Regions from separate parts of the Columba livia genome. Here region 1 is linked to region 2. A link is a contact called in public Hi-C data. All regions are on one chromosome and are shown on one strand. Each heading gives the region's core, a stretch centred on a gene start, on an enhancer-like site or on the middle of the called end of the contact. The rest is flanking DNA. Distances are from core to core; before and after follow the strand shown. Region 1 overlaps NSMF (NMDA receptor synaptonuclear signaling and neuronal migration factor). Region 2 holds the start of ANAPC2 (anaphase promoting complex subunit 2).

What was found. A called contact is a pair of places that touch in the nucleus more often than the background predicts.
Region 1: a contact with region 2 is called in a Hi-C map of liver, with 2.4 times the contacts expected there. The contact joins the enhancer-like site here to the promoter of ANAPC2 in region 2. A contact is called at or near these places in 2 of 2 Hi-C or Micro-C datasets (crop and liver).

What each region holds. Positions count from the first base shown.
Region 1 is chr19:9,457,322-9,461,639 of bColLiv1.pat.W.v2, reverse strand. NSMF (NMDA receptor synaptonuclear signaling and neuronal migration factor) reads left to right here. Exons shown (of 14, transcript XM_065036052.1): 10 at 144-214; 11 at 1,296-1,375; 12 at 2,606-2,708; 13 at 3,084-3,159. Among named protein-coding and RNA genes, the nearest start is that of TPRN, 12 kb to the right of the region's middle. Within about 2 kb of position 1,604, at least 1 of the 3 cell types and tissues checked has an H3K27ac peak away from gene starts, as active enhancers do.
Region 2 is chr19:9,421,838-9,425,596 of bColLiv1.pat.W.v2, reverse strand. It overlaps ANAPC2 (anaphase promoting complex subunit 2), which reads left to right and starts at 1,473. Exons shown (of 13, transcript XM_065036034.1): 1 at 1,473-1,937; 2 at 2,648-3,270. The coding sequence starts at 1,512.

The sequences.
Region 1 (4,318 bases), core at 355-2,854, 36 kb before region 2:
AAAGGGTTTGCTCAGCATCAGTGAGAATGTAGGTGCTGAGCATCTCTCTCAGCTCAGCCTCCTGCCTTCAGGACTAGTGTGAGAAGAAATAAGATTAATCTTTAACTTCCTCCATGGTTCATCTCCAACATGTTTTTTTGCAGAGGAAATAGAAAAGAAGCTTAACATTTATCGGAAAGGCTGCAAAATCTGGAAGATGCTGATATTTTGCCAGGTACGTGAATGTCCTTAAGTGCTTGGGTGATTTGTTACGAATTGGTCTTTTTCTACAGGGAAAATTACATAGAGGAACCAATACTCCCAAGTCAGCTTCTGTTAAAGTAGCCGCATGTGTGCGGCTTTCGCTTCTCGTTCCCCTGCACCGAGCAGCCTCGAGTTGCTGTGACAGCAGGAAATAAAATCTGATTTAGTGTCGCCAGCTCCGGGGCTGAGCTGCTTTCGAGGAAACCCAGGCAAAGCAGCATTAGCGCAGACCTCAAAAGGAGGATTTCAGAGAAAGGAACAAGCATTTGTTATAGTTTTAATCCAGGTTCAGTACAGCAGTGACGGCGGTGGGTGCTGTGGATCCAGCTCAGTGTACACAGGAGATGGGTCGGGGTGCGGTTGCCCAGCTGCGGGGAGAATGGATTTGGTCCCTGCTGGATCTGGGACTGGCCCGGTTTCCCTTCCCAAGTCTCTCGTTCCTCAGCGTGGTCAGCGTGAGACGTGCCCAGCAGCTGTGTGAGGAACATGAAATGAGAAGTCAGGAAGGTAACCTGATTTAACTCCCTCCCACGTGGCCAGGGCTGCAAAATTGCAGGGTTTGCAGCGCACTGACCTGGAGATGGCAACTCTTAATTTTCCTGATGATGTTCTCAAGCTTTTTATGCCTGTTACTGCCAGAGTCCAGTTCTTCTACAGCGATGTCTTGCCTGCTTATCCCCGCTTTGCTCAGCTTCTCGTCCACCTACAGCAGCAAGTCCCCTAACACCCCCAATTGGCAGGGACTTTCTTGGCTTCCCTATTACTCTCCTGCCACCCACAATGAAAATTTGTCTATTGTTGTGCCTTTTTAGAGCGAGATGGGCACACAGCACTAAAAAATGGATAATCCAACCCTCAGCACACTGCCCATATGTGAATATTTCCTGAGCAGGTACCTGCTATGGAGGTTGCAGGGATCGCACCAGCCTGGTGTGTCTGCTCTGCTCCCTTGTGGCACTTCTGGGTATGGCTGTGCAGGACAAGAGCCACAGCCACGGCTGGTTTCTTCAGTGTCTCAAAGGGGTTTCAGTCTGTCTGTCTCTCTCTTGCAGGGAGGTCCTGGTCACTTATATTTGTTAAAGAACAAAGTCGCCACTTTTGCCAAAGTGGAAAAGGAAGAAGATATGATCCTGTGAGTGGCTGTGTTACGTTCTGGGCTTGCATGGCATTTTTCTGCTCTGTTTGCTCAATGTTTATAGCACATGGCCTATCCGGAATGGTGACAGGAACTGGGGTGACTTGGTCAGGGGAAGAGCAGGATGAGGGGGGACCCAGGAGCAGCTTTCAGCTCCTTCAGAGCGAATTGCAGAGGTGACAGAGCTGAGATCATGCCCAGGGTGATGCAGCCCTGGGACACATCACAGAGGATTCATGCTTTTCTCTGCTGTTCCGTGTCTCTCTGGAATGGGAGCTATCAAAAGAAGGAGGAAAAAAGGAAGGTACTTCCTCTCCTAACAAAGGCTTTGCTGACCAGAAACCAGAACATGCACCTCGTGACCCTATTGCTCAGAAGCGGCTGAGAAAGCATTTCTAAGCAGGCGACTAGTGGCAGAAATCCAAACGGCCCCCACAGCTGTCTCTGGTAGTTGCCCTCCTGATTGCAGGGGGAAACGGAATTTGTCGCTGCGAAGCTCGAAGTCCAGCACGTCACTGAGGAGGGTTTTCACTAACGTGCCAGCCTGTCAGATGGGGCTGCTGAGCGAATTTTACTCCTTGCAGAAAGTTAAGCTTTGCCTGTGGTGCTGCCTTGGTAAACAGTGCTTCATTGTGGGCGTGAGGATGTACACCAACCTGTTCCTACACAACTTCTTGTTGGCATGAGAGCTGAGTATTAAAATCAACATCTGTTCAGCGCTCTCATGCTCTGGTGCAAACACTGTCAATAAAATTCTGCAGCACGTGTGTGCGTACATGCTTCTGAACACATTCCAGGCGTAGCTGGTCCCAAGTTGGTAATTCAGGGACCTTCAGAAAGCTGTGAACGCTCCTAGTTAGAAAGGGCAACTGTTGAGAGAATGGGAGAGGAAATTGGAGAGAACTGCTATAAGAAGAGTGTGCTTAGTAAAACTGTCAGTCTAAAAGCACTCTGGGTGGACTTTGCTCCATCCTCTTCACCTTGGAGCCTCCTTGGCTCAATGAGCCGCTCTTCCTTCCTTGGACCTGCTCCTCCAGCCCTTGCTCTGCCCCTGCTCCTCCTTGTGTAAGAGCCAAAGGCTCTTCCCGAGCAGCTTGTTCCTCAGGCTACAAGCCTCATGTCCCTCCTGAGCTGTGTGCACACACCCCCTTGTGATTCCTCATGCATATGAGGAGATAGATTATTATTTTTTTTAATTATGTACTCATTTTTTCCTGTTTCTACCAGCTTCTGGAAGAGGTTGAGCCGGCTGATGAGTAAAGTCAATCCTGAACCAAATATCATTCACATCATGGGCTGCTATGTTCTTGGAAACCCCAATGGGGAGAAGGTAAGAGCTTCCTGGGTCACCTCTTTGAGAACGTCCCCTGGGTGCCACCAGGCCCAGGGAGGCAACAGCCACACTCTGAAATCCAAACCTTCCTCTTCTGCTGTATGGGAAGCATCTGCCGTCCCGTCCCACCGCCCTGTGGGTTGTGCCTTCCCCAGAGGGCAGAGGGGGAATGTGAAGTGACATGCTGGCCAAGCGCTGAAACCTTTGAGGAGAACTGTCATTCAAAGCACTTTATTTATGTACTGACAGCTAGGTGTTTGAAAGGACTTGAGTGGAAGGTTTTGCAGAGGTAGGGAACAAGGATGGGCAGTTCTGGGTGCCCTGGAGTTCTTCTCCTTTCAGCTGCTAACTCTCAATATGTTTGTCTTTCAGCTATTTCAGAATCTGAAAAACTTAATGAATCCTTATAGGGTTGCCTTTGAGTCTCCACTTGAACTATCAGCTCAAGGTAATTAATTTTCTGTACAAAGATGCACGCTTTCCTAATCAGCCTGCCTCCTTCATTGAGCATCTTCCTCAAAAAGCAATTTTGAGCTCCCTTAAGCCCTGACCTTCATTTTGCTTGTAATCACCTTGTGTAGTTCAGTTGCTGAACCCGGTTTTCCCTGCAGTGCCTCCACGTTCACGGTTCATCTGTCCTGTTTGTGCCTGAAGCCGCAGAGCCCTCTCCCAGACAGGGACAAAGTAGCCTAAATAGCGGGCAGCTTTGCAGGCTGAGTTTAGGAGATTTATCATATTATTAGGGCATGTGAAGTGCATGGGAGATGTGCACATGGGAGCAAAACTTCTTCTGTAACTGAGTGTGCAGGGGTCACTTCCCCAGGACTCAAAGCACTGGTACCGGCTAAGTTGTCACCAACAAGCGACTGGGATGGAGCCTGTTTTAGCCATTCTATATCTTAGGCTGGTTTGGTTTGGATTTTTTACTGTGGCTATAGGATTTTTCCTGTTCTCTGGTCAATGTGAGCAGTCATGGGTACAGCTTCGTAAGTGACATATTCTGAATTTGCCGTTGTTATTTTATCTTTGCTGCCATCCTTGGTGCTTTGTTCTCCTGGAAGGTAAAAACATGCAGCATTAGGCTATAAGCACTGCAGGTATTTCTCACAGTTGGCATCAGCACTGGTGGGTTATTCTGAACTCCCACCTGCTCCCATAGCAGTGGATGGGAGTTGAGCACATTCGAGTTGCGCGTCCTACTGAGGTTTGGACCCAGCTTTACACAGCGCTTGCATACATCTTATAGCTCATACATGTGTGCTGGGAAGCGACTTGCAGGGAAGTTCCTGGGTTTATATGCAGCTTGGCAGGCAAGGCAGTGGGTTCTGCGTACAGGCATTTAAGCAGTTGATCTTGAGGAGGTTGGGCTGAAGAATACGCCTGGATTTATCCCCTTGATTAATCTGGGACGCGCTAAGAGTGTAACCTCTCTAATCCTTCGCAAAGTCATCTGAAACTAATCTTAAGCAGGCCTCCGAAGCGAAAATCCCGTCCTTGAGCCCTGTCTTGGAGCCCCAGGCTGTTTGCCCTTGTGTTTTCAAGTGCAGTCACAGCGTCCCGTGCGTGGCCTTTGGTCTGTGACCGCCCTGTGACACCCCCGCGTCCCA
Region 2 (3,759 bases), core at 224-2,723:
GCGGCTCCAGCAGGACGTGTTGGTGGGATCTCACCAGCTTGTCCGCAGAAGAAGGTGGAGTTCAGTGACTATCAGGGGCTGGGGAGGCAAGGATGTGATTACAGAGATGTGCACCCCTAGGAAAGGGACTTTGTTACTGGTTCCTGTTTGCAGGATGTCTGTGTTTCCAACCTACCTCTGCTTCTTACCTACTGTTACTCTCTTCTCATTTCAATAAACATGAATTCATTTGTAGGCTGGGGGTTGTAACTTGTATCTCAGGGAAGGTTTCTTTTAAAAGGTGCCGGTTGTTCCTGTATCTTTACAACAGCTGTTTCCAAGCTGTTATATTTTTATGCAGGTTCCCCCTTTCACCCCAAACCACCAGTTCTTGAAGGAGGCTGAGAAAACAGCTCCAGCCTCATTTGAAACGTGTCACTGGTAAGTATTGACTTTGGGAGATAAAGAGGATCTGATAGATTAATAGATTAGTGACCATATTAAAAGAAACAGTGGGCAAAGGAGAATGTAGTCAGCAGCTCCTGGGGAAGGGATGCTCTTGGACTCAGCAGCTCCTTGTTACCAACAGAGGGAAGATCTGCAAGACAGCTGGGAAGATCCTTTTATTTTTCTAACAAGTAGGTTGGTTGGTAATTCAAAAGTGAATTCAGCTGTTATCCTACGCTCAGGATGAAGCAGTCCCAGCCAGTCAGCTGATGGGAAAGGCAAAGGGTTGGAGCCATCCCAGTAACTGAAATAATGGGAATGGCCCTTGTGCTGTTTGTCTCCTTCCCACCCCTTTACTGTGCCAACATTTCTGCTCTTTTATGATACTATCATGATCGTGTTCCACTAAAGATAGAAGGAAATGACATGAGAAGATGAGCAAAAGAGTGTCCAGTAAGCTGACTGCTCTCGTTATCAGTTTGGTGTTACCTGCATGAATTCATGGTTTTCTGGGTCAATGTCTTCTCTCTGGTTTCCTCTTTTCTTCCACCCCCCCAAATGATCATAGAATCATTTCAATTGGAAGAGACCCTCAGGATCATTGAGTCCAACCATAACCTGACTCTAGCACTACCCCGTGTCCCTGAGAACCTCATCTCCGTCTGTCCAACCCTCCAGGGATGGTGACTCCAGCACTGCCCTGGGCAGCCTGTTCCAATGCCCCACAGCCCTTTGGGGAAGAAATTGTTCCCAGATCCAACCTCAGCCTCCCCTGGCGCAACTTGAGGCTGTTTCCTCTTGTCTGTGAGAGGCTTTTTTTCTTGTAGGGTCCATTCCAAGGGCCATATCAATGTATTTTGACAATGTGCTTTAACTCAACCCCCACTTTCCTCCCGCTGCGACGGGCCGCTCGGTGGCGCTGGGCACCCGAAGGCGGGGGATGCTGCGCCCTTCGGCACCGCCGGGCTGCGCTCCCAGAAGCTCAAACAGCACCAAACCAGACCCAAACTAAGCTCCCCATGGCGGGGACGCCTGTGCCGGAGCTCCGGGCGGTTACCTTGCCGTAGGCCGCCTCTGTCTCGGCGATGGTCCGGTCGAGCTCGCTGCGGGCAGCCAGGTTCCGGGCCAGGCTCTCGCTGGTGCGGGCCAGCCGCTCGGTCAGCGCCCAGATCCGGCCCTGCAGCCGGGCCCGCTCCGCCTCCTCGTCCCGGATCCGCCCGCTCAGCTCCTCCCGCCGGGCGCGCAGCTCCGCCAGCCCTGCGGGCACCGACCCGTCAGCCCCGGCCCGCGCCCCGGCCCCGCCGCCGCCCGGCCCCGCTCACCCTCCCGCAGCTCCTCGTTGTAGCTCCGCAGCGCGGCCCCGGGGCCGCTCATCGCCCCGGCCCAACGTCCCGCCGCGCTCCGCCTCTTCCTGCGGCGCGGCCCGCATGGAGCCGCCGGCGGGCGCGGGGCTGTCGGCCGCCTGGCACACGCTCAGCACCGCCCTGGTGCCGCCCGCCGCCCTGGGGCTGGTGAGCGGGAGCGGGGCCGGGAGGGCGGGCAAGGCCCGGGGGAGGACGCGCCGCTCCCCGCTCGCGGGTCTCTGGGCCCTGTCGGGACCGGCCCCCCGTGGGTTCCGAGCAGGCCCCGACTCCCCGTCTGCCGCTCCGGGGTCCGGGTTCCGGCGCTGCCGCGGTGCGCGGGGGAGAAGCGGCCGGAGCTGCCGGCTGGGGAAGGGGGATGTGGCCGTGTTTGCTCGGGGGCTGCCAGGGAAAGGCCGTGGCGGTCCAGCCGTCCCCCCTTCCCGTCACACCAGCCAGGGAAGCGTATGGGCCAAAACCAGGAGCCGGTTCCCCAGCCGTGCTGCGGCTCTGCTCCCGCTCGCTCCCCAAGGGAGATAACACCAGCCAGGAAGGTTTTGCCCCGGTTTTGCCTCAGACCCTGGCTTTTCAGGGCCCCGAGGGTGGCTCATGGCTCTCCTATCCATGCGTGTGTCCTGCGGGGCTGCCTGCAGGGACAGCGATGGATGGGGACAGTGGTGAAGGGCACAGCGATGGACGGTGTTTGGGTGTTGGGCCTGGGAGGTGGGCGCTTGGCTTCCATCAGCGGCTGAGACCCCAGCGGGTCTCCACGGAGGGACAGTATCTGCCAGGTTTGATGGCAGAGTCTGCGTGCGTTTGGTTCCTGTGCTGTGAGATGAATGGTCTCCTCTGCTGAACCTGGTGTCCCCTCTGCTTTCCAGGCAGCACCGAGGTCCGGCGCTGCGGGGCCGCTGAAGGATGCCGACCTGCGGGCAGCCCTGGACGTGCTGCAGCGGCACGACTTGCACTGCGTGGTGGAGGAGTGGTTCATGGAGGTGCTGCAGACGGACCTGCAGGCAAATATAGCTCCCGAGTTCTGGAACTGTATTGGCCAGTATGAAAACACAGCGGAGGAGCCCCAGTGCGCCTCGCTCCTTCTGGACGCGTTCTGTCTCCTCAAGCGCCGCCTGGACCCCTACCTGAACAGCCTGGAACTTCTGGAGAGATGGACCAAGGCAGGATTGCTCCTGGGGACAGGCGCTCAGATGCTGCAGGAGAAGTTCTACACCATGTTCAAAGCCATCCTTTTCTTCTCCACTACCGAATCCTTCCAGGAAATGATCCAGCAGTTCTACAGCCGCACTTTCAGGATATACATGCGGCAGTGGAAGAAAGGAGAAGATGGAACGAACGAGGGCGAGAGCAGCATGAGCGAGACCGAGCAGGAGAGTGACACGGAGGAGGGCGGAGGAGAGAGCCCGCTGTGCGCAGGCTGCAGCAGCAAGAGGGAGCGGTGCTGGTGCCCCAAGGCCATGGAGCAGTTCCAGCAGCTCAATGACGTTCTGTACGTAGGTGACGGGGTGGTGGCTGTCGCTCAGTACAGGCAGGTGGTCTGGACGGGGAGCAGGAGCAGGTTTTCTCAGTATCTGAGAACTGGAAGAGTCAGGCTGCATCGTGGTACAGGGTGAACCTGACACAGGGTTTCTGCAGCTGGTTGCTGGCTGGTGGTTGAACTAGAGCAGATCTTAAGACAGAAAGTTCCTCTCTCTGGGTGTGGGAATATCTTCCTCTTGCTCTAAGGCCTTCTGTTCACAAGTAAACTTTTCTAAATGAAAGACCTTTTGACGGCTAGCAAATTATGTTTCTAAGACAGGATAGCAGCAGTGCCATGTGTTATGCACGCAGTGCATTAACGCGGGCTGTCAGAGCACTTAAGAGCTAGGCCTGCGTCTGTTGAGGGTACGGGGAGAAAAGAACTTCAGGTGGTTAGATTCTCTTGATTTGCTTGTACATTTGCTTCCCCACACTCTGGATCGGGTCTCTGTGTCTGCAG